Linked DNA regions of Mus musculus: region 2 is linked to region 1. The links are chromatin contacts, called in public HiChIP or PLAC-seq maps. All regions are on one chromosome and are shown on one strand. Each heading gives the region's core, a stretch centred on a gene start, on an enhancer-like site or on the middle of the called end of the contact. The rest is flanking DNA. Distances are from core to core; before and after follow the strand shown.

What was found. HiChIP or PLAC-seq counts read pairs in DNA pulled down with a chosen protein or histone mark.
Region 2: a contact with region 1 is called in an H3K27ac HiChIP or PLAC-seq map of neural progenitor cells, with 2.5 times the contacts expected there. The contact joins the promoter of Lnclep here to the enhancer-like site in region 1. A contact is called at or near these places in 1 of 39 promoter capture datasets (liver), 1 of 15 datasets of contacts at CTCF or cohesin (embryonic stem cells), 20 of 484 Hi-C or Micro-C datasets (the N1E-115 cell line, Sertoli cells, brain and 8 more) and 9 of 115 datasets of contacts at active chromatin or transcription factors (embryonic midbrain, embryonic stem cells, kidney and 1 more).

Annotation. Positions count from the first base shown.
Region 1 is chr6:28,978,563-28,985,065 of GRCm38.p6, reverse strand. No RefSeq gene overlaps it. Among named protein-coding and RNA genes, the nearest start is that of Gm38779, 16 kb to the right of the region's middle. Within about 2 kb of position 3,970, at least 115 of the 459 cell types and tissues checked have an H3K27ac peak or open chromatin away from gene starts, as enhancers often do. A contact at or near this core is called in the N1E-115 cell line, brain, cerebellar granule neurons and 6 more, where this site is marked.
Region 2 is chr6:29,026,758-29,033,260 of GRCm38.p6, reverse strand. Lnclep (a long non-coding RNA gene) reads right to left here and starts at 2,307. Exons shown (of 2, transcript XR_377380.2): 1 at 799-2,307.

The DNA.
Region 1 (6,503 bases), core at 2,721-5,220:
TGTAAGCCTTCAGGAGAAAACTCCAAGTTTCTTGGTCCCAAGAACAAACGTTAGGATCACTGCTATTTTGCTGTGAAGGCTCTTATTCCATCCGTTAGTTAGTTAGTTAGTTAGTTGGTTAGTTAGTTGTTAGAGAGCTAGGGGGATGCCAGGTAGGGCCAGGGGTTTGGTTTGGGTGATCTGACCAACTTAGAGCTAGCTCTCCCTTATCTATGCCTCCAAGGCCCCCAAGGAATCTCTCTGACACAGGGAGAGGTGAGGCTCTTGTTCTGACTGATGGAGTCCAAGAGGCTGAGCCAAGAGAGCTCAACCTCTCTCTACAGGGAGAGATTCAGACCCCGGTGAAAAGAGATCTTCACCAGGCAGCAGGAAAGCTACCACCCGACCTAGATCAGCCTTCCTCGGGCTCCAGGGTTCTCCGGCCTCTCAGGATCCCAGGCATCTTTGTGAATCTTTTGTAGATCTCAAGTGCTAATCCAGTGTTGGTCAGGCACGCTCAGAACAAGCCAGGTCCCAAGCTGTGGTTGTCATCACCAATCCCCCTCACACAGATGGAGAACTTGAAGTTCATAATGAGGATGACCTCACACAGTCAGCGTGGGACTAAAGGGAACATTGGAGGCTCATGCTCGGACTAGACTTTCATCAGTTCAGCTTCCTATTGAGTGCCTGGTCGTGAAGACCAGAAGGTGCCCTGCAGTCAGGCGAGAAAAGCCACCCAGCATAAGTCCTGTGTGCTGGCTTCTAGGACAGCAAGGTCAGCCATCTTGCCTGGCTCCACCCAGAGGTCTCCACTCTGAATAACCAGAGGAGCCAGGCTGGTATCACAGGCCATACTTCCTTGAACCTGCTCCACCATGGCCACTCTTCCCTGAGGCCATAGCCAGATGTTACCCAGTTGAACAAGGAGGGGAGCCAGGGAGCTAAGGAAACTTGACAAATGGCCAGAAATGGAGCTAGGTAGATGACAGTAGCTGAAAGACTCTGGGGGGTCCATCGACCTTTAGTGGAAGGTACATTTCTGTACTGTTTGTGTGCATGTCCACACTGCCACCTGTTTAACCTGGTCACACATGGATGGCTCTTCTGCCATGAAATGAACTGATTTTTGGGGGACAGTCATTTCCTTGTACCTTATGGAAGCCAGCGGGACACTGAGGACTTTATAGGAGTTGAGCTGTGAAAAGAGCCACTGGGCTAGGATGGTCATCACCCTTTTCCTTGTCCCCAGCCAGGGAGCCTTTTCTTTGCCTCTCCCTGATAGCTCAGCAGCAAACAGAACAATGGCCATTTCAGAGGAAAGGCCATTTCCTGCTGTCAGTGTGTGTGCCCGGGCACTCCAGGCCCCAGAGCTTCTGCAGAGGGGTGACCATCTCCCCAAGCCTAGATCTCATTCCATTCTGCTGACCTTGGCAGTACAAAGGCAGCACCTGGATCTGCCCCGAGTCAGACCTGACAATGTTGGCCTAATCTTTCCTGCCCAGAGAGAATATTTAATGAAAAGAACTAACTGGAGCTCAGGCTTCCAAGCAGAGGGGGCTCTGCCTGTCTCTGAAGCTAGAAGGGGTGCCTTTCCCTGCTTTTCTCCTGCTAGTCCCTGAGCCAACTGGGATGTCCCACGGGCCCTCTCAGCTCTTCCTGGAGGAGCTGGGATGGTGATGATGAGATTAAGAAGAGGGAGGACTGCAGTGTGTTTGGGACAACATCCCAGTGCCTTGCTGGTCATGGATGCAGGAATGGAGCAAGCTGCAGGCAGTTGCTTTATCTGGAATTCCATCAGTGCTAGCATGTGTGTGCTGCCTTCTCCAGTTAGCCAAGTGGTCACAGCCTAGTAAGTGTGAATTGCATAGAACTCTATCACTACAAAAATAAGTAAAATAATCAATTAATTAATTAACAAATGTATCCCTGGAAATTTCCTGGGAAGCCCAGAGCATACTCTTACAAGATCCTCCTTGAATATTATTCCATACAGAGCCCCGGAGTCCTGTGACCAGTGAGGGGCTGTGAATTTACCCCAGGCCTCAGACCCAAGGAGGCCTAGAATAGGAAAAGAAGCAAAAGAGGGGGTGTGAGACTGGGGAGGGGGTGTCTTGAGGACTCCCCATTCCCACTCTTCTGCAGTCAGTAGTCTGGCTTGCCTTTCAGGGAGTGGAAATCTCATTTTATTCATTAAAATAATTGAAGTGAGAAAAGAGAATGGTGGCAGAGCAGGAGTTCTTGGCTACCTGACACAGAAGACTCCTCCTGTATGGTGTACCTTGCGAGGCTGGGAGAAGGATCTGGAATTGGGTTCTGGAGCTAGTTAGAAGCTAAAAAGGCCCCGGCCAGGAGAAGTAGGCTGGGGCCGGAGATTGCGCACTCCTAGGCCTGGCTCCCAGAGTTGGCAAGGGGGAAAAAAAAGAGAGAGAGAGAAAAGGCTAGGCAGGTGCAAGCCTGGCGCTGTCCACGCCGAGGTGCTGAAATCGGAGAGCAGCGGGTCTAAAAGGAGGAACCCTGAGAAGGTTGTGCTTCCGCCACAAGTTAGAGGGGGCGGGTAGAAAGGGATTCCCTCTCGATCCCCCCTCCTTCTACTTATCCTCAAAGAAAGCGCACGAGTTAGTTGGGGCAAGAAGACAGGTTGGGCTTTGAGAAGAATGCAGCAATCTGATGCTGTGGTCAGCTTGGGGAAAGCTGGCCAGGATCCCCCTAGGAGCAAGGTGCAATCTGGACCAACAATCGGAGAAAGGATTCCTGCACTCAGGAAAGATGCCACGAATACATAGCAAGGAAGGATACGTAAGGCGTTCCCATGTACACGGGTGGCACAGACACATTTGCACATAGACCCCCGTGGGTAGGTGCACACACACCCTGTGGGCACACCAAACACACTCAAGCAGTTCTGTTCTCCCTCTTTAAACAACACTGGCTCCCACCAGGTTACAAAGTACCTCTCCAGCCTAGCATCACCTTGGCCTGTATGGCCTGGATGTCCCTCCCGCTTTGTGTCTGGGCCTCAGATGGTGACCCCAAGGGAGGCATAATCAGGAAGGAAGTTCCAATTCTAGTCTGAGACCAGGGAAGATGCTAAAGTAGAGCAGTCGGCTCTTGGGCCCACAAAAAAAGGGGTGCCACAAGCGAAGAGTGCCTCCTAAGACACCGCTTCTTCTTCTTTCCCCAGACGCCCATTTATGGTGCCAGGACAGTAGAGGAGAGTGGATGGAAATGTGTCTCCCTCCCAAACTGAAGACACCCAGAGGACCAGCGCGTACCTGTGCGTGGGAGGCCCCACGAGGAGCCTCCTCAGAGTGTCCGGACCTGCTGGCTCCTCGGGCTCCCCTTGGATAGAGGTGGTTTAGGAGTGGGGGTTACCCTGCTTGCCCTCCACACGGCCTCCTGGATGTCCGTGGGTAACGGAGAAACTCCGTTCCGGGCAGCGGGAAGTTACCCGTGTTAGAGCGCTGGGAGGGGGGTGTCCTCCGGTCTCTGGGCTTGGCCAGGGCTGCTGCGTCCCCGCACCCACCGCCCTCACCACCTCGCTGGCACCCTCCCGCCCGCAGACTGCGCGGAGCCTGAAAGCCGGGAGCCCGCCCGCCCTCCCGGAGAGTCTGCTGCTGACCTGCATTGACGTCATTGCGTCATTAGGTTTCCCCTGGAAACACTGGCTCGCCCGAAATAGTAACACATTAATTCAGGCCGGGGGAGCAGGAGAGACTGTTTGTAACCCTGCAGCTAACTCTGCGCGCGAGCGAGCGCGCAGCAGCCCCCACCCCTCCCGAGAGCAGCGCCGGCAGCGCTCACGTACTATTTTGAGAACAAAGGAAGGCAAATTTATAGAATCCCAGAGAGAAAAGAGAGAGTGCGGGGGACGCCGAGACCCTCTCAACTTGCACGCGCAGACACCCGCGGACACACACACTCACACACACACACACACACGTGTGCGAGCCACACTGGGTCTCTCTACCCTCGAGTGGGCGGGTCCCGCGTTCAGGCTCTTTCATGGACCTGCTGTGCTGTGCGCCAGAGTCCCGGTGCTCCGGATAGGTTCGAGTCAGAATTTAACGTCCTACTGGGTTTGAAGGATTAACTTCCTCCCACCACCCGCGACTCAGTACCGCAGGTTGGTCTCCACACCATCCTTCCCCGCTAGGGTCTAGCGCACGCCTGGGGCCAGAAGCAGGGACACCCTGCCCTTTCTCCTCCAGCTGTGCTCCGCCCTGTGAGTGGAGGAAATCCTGCAGGGATCCATTCTACCGCCTGAGGTTCACCCCACCCCTGGGCGAAGGATAGGGCTGGACTACATAGGCCTATGGTTTAACAGGACGCCTTCTCTTAGAAGGTCGACTGATTTGGGAAAGTCTGGGGACACGATTGCTGTTCTAAGTACCAGAATCCTTGAGGCCAGAAAGTGACCAATTTCTCTAAGAGTTAGTTGCTTCCGACTCTACTTCTGGGACAAGCAAGCAGAAAGAAGCTGGGGGTGGCTGGGAGCAGGCTGTCTAAGAGGGAGTCCCCGACCTCAAAGAGTAGTGTCTGCTCTTCCCTATCTCAGCCCTTGATTCAGTCTTTTCCCACCAGATCAAAATAGCAAACGCCTAGCCAATCGGAGGGGGGCCCGGGGGGGGGGGGGCGAGCTGGACTGCAGAGCTCTGCCAGAGCAAAAGGCCAGAGCGCAAATCCTGCCAGGGCTGTGTGAGCTGCGGGTACTGCGGGTGGATGGGAGGTGGGGAATGGGGCGGGGCATCGAGATGACCCGCCTTCCCCTTTCTCGGGAAAGCTCTCAGGAGCCTAGTGAAGAACATCCAGAGGTCTGTGTTTCAGTCCTCTCTAACGTTTCCTCACCTCTGCTCACTCTTACGAGAGAAGTGTGTGACTTGTCTCCCAAGGTTCTGTCTGCCTGTTCCTGAGGCCAGAAGCCACCTCTCCCTCTGGACTTTCACGTGTCACCTGTGTCCAGGTCGTTTCCTCTTGACCTCAGCACCTCATTAGCCACAGAGATGAAAAACCAAATCAAACCAACCAACCAAACGATCAAAACAAAACAACAACAACAACACAACAAAACAAAACAAAAAACCCTAGCTGTCCCTAACAAGTAAGAACCAGACTAAGAATAATATGTGTAACAAACAGGTCTGATCTGGCCCCTGGGAAGCTGTGTGGCCTTGTCTTTTCATGTCCCTTTCCCTCCCTGAGCCAGGGTGCCCTTGACTGTAAAATGAGGCCACAGTCCCTTGTTTTCATTACTTTTTTTTTTTTCATCTCTCTGACGAAAGCACCTTATGGAAGGAGGGGCTTATTTTGGCTCGCAGTTTGAAGAAATGTTGTCCATCACAGCAGTGGGAGGGGCCACGAATCAGGAAGTGTAGGGCGGGCGGCTGCTGATGCTCTGTCGTCTTTCTCCTTTCCCACTTTTTTTCTGTGTGGAACCCAGATTTCAGGGTAGTGGCAGGCATATTCGGGGTGTGCCTTACCTCTCAGTTAAACCTCTCCGAAATCACTGTCAAGTCACACCCAGCAGCGTATTTCCTGGGCGATTCTAAATCCAGTCAAGCTGGTCACGATTATTAACCTTCGCACCCCTTCCCAGGGCTGGACTGTGAACACAGGAGAGGATAGCAGAATGTATCCTCTGAAGAAATGATGTGCCTCCTGCTCCTACCCAACAGTGGATTCTCTCAGCTATGAGTGAACCTACCTTCTCTGCCTCCCTGGCCCATCCAAAGATGATACTCTAGTCTTTCACTCCATGGCATCCCTCAGCCTCTGTCTGAGTGCTCTGCTCCCCACCCCAGCTCCAGCAAAGCAGTAACGGAGTCAGATTCAAGTACAGGCAAGCAGTGGTGGTTGTAGTGGTGGTTGTGTGTGGTGATCTGGCTTTCTCCCTCCCTCTATGCTTATTTTCCAGCAGGATATTCACCAGGCCTATATGGTCTGGACATCTACCCACCGTCCCTCCCCTACCCAGAACTTCTGTCCCATTAAGCTGTGGCCTTCATCTGCTTGTCTGGCTCCCCGCCTGGACCACTACAGGGACCAGAGCATGTGGTGCTCTCCTTCTGGCACAATGACCAACCTGTGCTTGTGAACAGAAATGGGTAATCCCTCTTTTGAACATTTGTTTCCATGTACCTCCTCCCCAAAACTTAGATCAAATTTTGACTCCATCTTGCAGGCCTTGATCCCCATGGTTAAAGGTTTTCATGTTATAAGTCTCTGACCACCAAGAAGGAGCTCTGGTTTTAGTCGTTTGAATGGCTATTCTCTAAGGAAAGAGTAGAGCTTTCTGAATACATCTCTTAGAACTGGAAGTGGATCTTACCTGTTAGGTCCAAGGCCTGCCACAGCCCTGCCCCACTTCCTGTCTCCCCCCCCCCCCCCCGCCATCCTCCACCCTCAGTACCTTGCTGAGTGCATTTGCTTTTTGGCCGTCTTATTTCTCTGTCCCCCAAGAGATAGCCTTGGCAGTTTAATCCCAAATAAACCTTTCTTTCTGTCCATAGAGTGGTCCAGTTCAG
Region 2 (6,503 bases), core at 1,058-3,557, 50 kb before region 1:
AGGGAGGAAATACGAGCTCGCAGGCTGAGTACCCAAAGTCTCTCATGAACAGTATTAAACTGGCCATGATTGATTGGTACAGGAATGGACACCCAAATACTCAATCTATACTGCATCACACCCCATTCCCTTCCTCATCGATGAACAGATCATGGTGGAATGTTTCTTTTTAGAGCAAGGATCAGCATAATGAGCAGGCCCTTTGTTCCATGTTCTTCTGAACTGCCTTGTTTACCAGCTGTCTTGCTAAACCTCAGCCTATGCCGGTAGCAGGCTGTTTAGGCCGGGTTATTCTAGAGCTTGGATCTTTAGTGGTTTAATGTTTAAGGATGCATCAGGGGCTTCCGATGGCCAGCCTGCGGCTGCTTCCGATGACAGATATCCATGCGTATGGCTCGTGACACTCTTCCCGTGGCATCCAGCAGAATTGGAGCTCCAAGCAGACCTGGTCTGCCAGTTGCAAAACGTCTTCCATACAAAGAGGCATGTCAGAATGCAAGCAACCGTCTGGGCATCATTACGGGGTTATGTGGAATCTGTTCTAATTGATTAAAACCAGGAAGATCATCAATCATTCGAAAGCCTCGACAGTTTGTTATTAGGTAGCCACTTGCCTATGACACACCTCAAAACTGCTCCAGGCATGCAGCATGTTAGGACACCGCTGTGGGAAAAACCGCTGGTCACGATGATGCCAGAGCCGCCAGTTGTGAAATGAAAACCAATGCCAGCTAACTAATTGTTTCAACTACCCTGTGCCAAAGAATCGATTGGGGAGAACATTTTGTCCACACTCACCCGATTGGCTTGGTGGTCTTGGTCCTGTAGAGATGCAGCCGGAGTATCAGGAATGTGGGCCTAGTGTCAGGTATCAGAATTCGAGGCTGGAAGGAGCCTCCAGAGAGAGAGTTTCATGCATTCCCTTCATGTCACCAACAAGGATCAGAGGGAGCAGCCAGGCTGCTGAAGGGCGCGCCACACAATTGTGGACTATTGTTTTCAGAAAGAGGTCAATGAGGGCACATCTTTGCCCACAGCATTTTTAACATTTTCGCAGCTATTTCAGAATCACGGTGCCCACTGAATGGCATTGCGTACTTTCTAAAAGTAGACAAGAATTTGAGAAACACCCCGTGGTGCAACTGTTCATTGCTTAAACCTACTGCTGACTCATTTGCCCTTCGATACTTCTTTACCAACATCGGTGGTGGCATCTGCTAGTTACTACCCCCTCCAAGTCTTAGTCTCCCTTGTTGGGCCGGGAATCAGGATGCAGTGACCTCACTTCCCCGAGTCCTCATTGGCTGGTGGGTGGGACTCTGAGGGTGAGGTCCTTGAAGGGAGCTCTGGGCACAGAGGTAGGCCCCCTGCCCTCCAGACTGGACTAAGTCATCTGTCACCCAGGGTGTAGACTATTCGGGCGTGAGGAGGGTCTGTGGCCCAGGGAAGCGAAGGTTCTCAGGCTTCATCTTTTCAATCAAGGCCAAAGGATCCCTCTAAACAAACCCCCTAAGGTGTTAAGGAGGAAACAGATGTTATTGGCAATATTCACAAACCATTCACAAGACCCTCTGGGATGACGTCTTCTTCACATTAACTCAACTGTGAAACTCCTTCATTCACTTGAACTCTCTGCCTCTTGAAAATGTCTTCCCTCTGAGAGAGGCAATTTGGTTGTGGTCCCTTTAACCACTCCTCCCCATTCCCAAGTGCAGTTAAGAAGCGCTGATATCTCAGGGCTTCAAGGGGGTGTGGGGAAAGGAGTTCCAAACCAGGGCTCTGTCTGGCCCTGAGGCGGAGGCGTGGGCTCGGGAGCCAAGAGCTAGGCTCAACACTGTCAGTGCCCAGCCCAGACCCTGGCAGTTATCCATCCTCACAGGCTCAGCGCAGGAGCAGTCTTTGGCATGCAAAGAGGACTCTTGGGCTTGGGGCCAAAAGCCAGCCCTTTACCCTAGATCAGCACAGGGAGTGGCCCCACCCTCGGAGAATGCACCTCTTTCCTTGTTTTCTGGGTTGATGTAGCTTAGAGAAATATTTGGGGCTTCGTAGGGGTAGGGGATCTGGGACTATGGAATTACAGGGTAACATCTTCCTCTCACAACAAATAGAAGGGAGGAGAGGACCCACGGTCTGAGAGTGGGTGGCTCTCTTTCCTGGACTTGATAGATTGTTTAAAAAGATATTGTGGAAGCTTGGCCCTTACCAAACCTTTTTTCCACTTGTTTTTATTACAAACTACAGACACACACACACACACATACACACATACACACACACATACACACACACATACACACACACACATACACACACATACACACACACACATACACACACACACACATACACACACACACACATACACACACACACATACACACACACATACACACACACATACACACACATACACACACACACATACACACACATACACACACACACATACACACACACACACATACACACACACACACATACACACACACACATACACACACACACACATACACACACACACACACATACACACACAAACACACACACACATACACACACACACATACACACACACACACACACACACACATACACACACACACACACATACACACACACACACACTATCAAGTGTTCCTTTGGGGCCACTAAGTTCAGAGTCTCGAAAACTCTAGAGGTGAAAGAATTCACAGCTGAAGAAATTAAGACTTTAAGGGAAAGTAGACTCAAGAGAACAAGGCCGGAATTAGATTATCCTTATAGCCGATTTTGGTTCAGGGAAGAACACAATCCAAGAACACACCAAATAAAGGACATTTTAGGGTGTGTCCATGACAGTTGCTCTTCTTGGGCTGGGACCTGAGAAGTAACTTCAGGTGCTGTCACTCCAGTGCTAAGCGAAAAGCTTCTATTTAGTTAACATTAAGTTCTTTAGCAATGACACGTGCTTTCTCCACACCCTTCACATCTACAACTTTAAATACCCTTTCTTCTCTAAGCTGTATATTTTCATCTGGCCCTTATCCATTTTTTCTGTTCTCTTTCTGTGAACCTGTTGAAAAGAAGTGGGCACTAACCATGCCACAGACTAAATGGTAGATTGTCTAGAAATGTCCTCTGCCAAACAAATCAGCCCACTGGCTTTGAATTCAGCCTCAAGCTCTCGGGACAAGAAGAGTGTAGCCACCTTAATCTGCCAGGATGTAATAGAATGGCCTCGTGTTCTGTTCCTGATAAGCCTTTGTCGCCCTCTGAAACATCATCAGTCAAAGCTTCACTACCTATGTGTACTGGACAGTTTTATGTCAACTTGACATAAGCTAAAATATCTGAGGCAATCACCTCAAGTAATTAAATGCCTCCATACGCCTGGTCCTGGTCTATAGGCAGGCTTAATAGGTCGTTTTCTTAATTAGTGATTGAGAGAGGGTCCAGTACATTGTGGGTGTGTTCATCCCTGGGCTGGTGGTTCTGGGTTCTGTAAGGAAGCAGACTGAGCAAGCCACAGGGAGCAAGCCAGTAAGCAGCATCCCTCTATGGCATCTGCTTTAGTTCCTGTCTCCAGTTCCTGCCCCGTTTGAGTTCCTGTCGTGACTTCCTCCAGTGATGAGCGGTGCTGAGGAATTGTAAGCCCGATGAACCCTTTCCTCCCCAAGGTGCTCTGGTCATGGAGTGCTGTTGCAGCAATAGAAACCCTAACTAGGACAGTATGTTTCTAGCAGTTCCTGGTCTTCCACCCTCCCACCAGAATAACCATTTAAGCTATGCTGTATTATGTAAGGGCTTTAGCTCATTGGTCCAAACTCTTCCAAATTCCTCCTGCAAGCTAGTTCCAAAAGCCTAAAGATCCCATGGCCAAGCAGTCGCAGCAGTAAGAAAAGACAGCCATGGGAACAGATCATACTGTGCCCACAGCCAGAAAACAGAGAGCCTTGTATTCTGGTGTTCACCTGGCCTCCCCATTTCATCCCCTTTTTATTCAGTCCAGGAACCAAGCCTCTGGGGGTGGTACATCCTCAGCTAAACATCTTTGGTCTTTCAGGGTCTCCTTGCAGAGAATCTAGCTCAGAGACACATTGGCTGACGACAGCAGCATTCTGAGACCGAGGGGTGGGGTGGGGGTGGGGGGTAACAAGTCTCCGTGACCCTGTAACCCTGTAGACATGGCCAGAGTTGTGTCTTCTTGATTATTCTAAACGGCAATCAAGCTGCTAATCACAATAACCGCCCAAGTACCACATCTTGTTAGTGGGTTGCATGGGCGGCTCCTGAGCAAATCAGCCAGCATGTCCGTGATGGAGACAGCAGTTTCCCTTCAACCCAGCAGCACCAGGGACACATGGCTGAAGATATTTATTGAAAGTCATCGTGACAAATCAGAAAAAAATTTTAGTCCATTTTTGTGTTACTTTTTAAAAAATATCTAGGACTCACTAATTTATGAAGAATATAGGTTTATTAAGCTTATAATTCTTGAGTCTGAGGAGTACATAGCATGTTGCTGACACCTGCCTGTCACCTGGTAAGGATCTGAAATACATATTATATTGATAAATTGCCATGTTTTCCTAAATTTCTTGAAAGTAGACTCTTAGCACACCTCAGGTAAGAAAGAGGAAAGTAGTCAGAGAGCTCACTGCCTTTTCTGTCGTTGTTGTTTTTCTTAGCTTTGGTTTAGTGTTTATTTAATGTGTATTCTGTGTGCATATGCAAACATGAAGCAGCAAGGAGTGAAAATGCAGCCACATGTGCCTCTGCATGTATGTGATGGTCAGACGCACATGCCTCTGCATGTCTGTGAAGCAAAGATGCCTTCCCTTGTCTCTCCAAACTCCTTGTCTTGAGTCAGCCTGGTTCTGTAACAAAGAGAACAGGAATCAGCAGGCAGCCAAGGGTACTAAAAGCACCGAGACCTTGAGAACAACAGCTGTGAGGTAAAGGCTTCCCAAGTGGCAAGGATCTCTTCCCTGGAAAGCAAGCTCAGTCAGGAGCTTCAACGTCCCCATTCCATTTTTGCTGGTGTAAGCACCAACTCCATGATGCTACCTTTGTCTGCTTGTCCAATCGGACCACACCAGCCAGATGATGGAGACGCCAGATTTGATGATGTTAAACTGCTGTTTCTCTCTCTCTCTCTCTCTCTCTCTCTCTCTCTCTCTCTCTCTCTCTCTCTCTCTCTCTCTCTCTCCCTCCCTCCCTCCTTTTGCTTACTAGCATGGTCCCTGGAGATCATTCTCTGAACTGTACAGAACAGGGTCTTCCTGCTGTATCAAAACATGGCAGAGCACATCTCAGGTAAGAAAGAGGAAGCTAGTCAGAGAGCTCACTGCTTTCTCTGTTGATATTCTGTTTTTCTTAGCTGTGGTTTAGTGTTTATTTAATGTGTATGTCTGTGTGCACGTGCAAATATGCAACAGCAAGGAGTGACAACGCAGCCACACGTGGCACTGCATGTGTGTGATGGTCAGCCACACATGCCTCTGCATGTATGTGATAGTCAGAGGACAACTGAGTTCTCTTCCAGCATGTAAGTTCCTGAAATCCAATCTGGCTGTTGGGCTAAGGCATCTTACTACTACCATTCTTACCTATATATTTATTTTTGTTGCAGTCTTTGTTTGGTTTAATGGTACTGGAGATTCAATCAAGGACCTTCATCTCCAGCCATTGTGCTTATTTTACCTTGAGATAGATCTTGCTAAATTGCTGCTGCTGTTTGAATAAGAATGGCCCCTATAGGCTCAAATATTTGAATTCTAGTCACTAGGAGGAAGTGAGTTTGATAGGATTAGAAGGATTGGAGGATGTATGTCGTGTGTGTGTGTGTGTGTGTGTGTGTGTGTGTGTACGTGTGTATGTGCATGTGTGTGTACGTGGGGGTTGAGTCTTCAAAAGTTCATTCCAGGTCCATTCTCTCTCTCTTTTTCTATGGATCAGAATGTAGCTTTCAGCTACTTCTCCAGCACCATGCCTGCATGTATTCCACCATGTTCCCAGAGGGTAATAAACAAAACCTCTGAAAGCTCCCAATTAAATGCTTTCTTCTGGGAGAGTTGCCTGGGCCACGGATGGTCTTCCCAGCAATAGAACGGTGACTAAGGCAGGTGCTGCCAGCTTCAAACTCAGGATCCTCTTGCTTGAGCCTACACTGGAATAACCCACATGCATTGCCCCTCCAAATGAGACTCGCCTTTATAAGGAAGCCATTCTTGAGCTGACCTAGTAGAGCATGAATGGATTAAGCCATTCACACGGGTGGAGGCCCCTGACTGACAAACCCTGATGTGACAGCAATCAAATTCCAACACGAGTTTCTGAAGGAACAGGCTGTATCCAGGCTGGGGCAAACTGAAATGTCCATCGGAAAGTGGGGGCATGAACTGTGGTTTTCCTGTGCTGTCCAGTTATTCAGAAGTAAATCAGTGTGCTTGGAAACACAATACTAGATTTTAAAATACACAGCGAGTTCTCAGACGATAGGGTCACTCTGACACCGCATATGC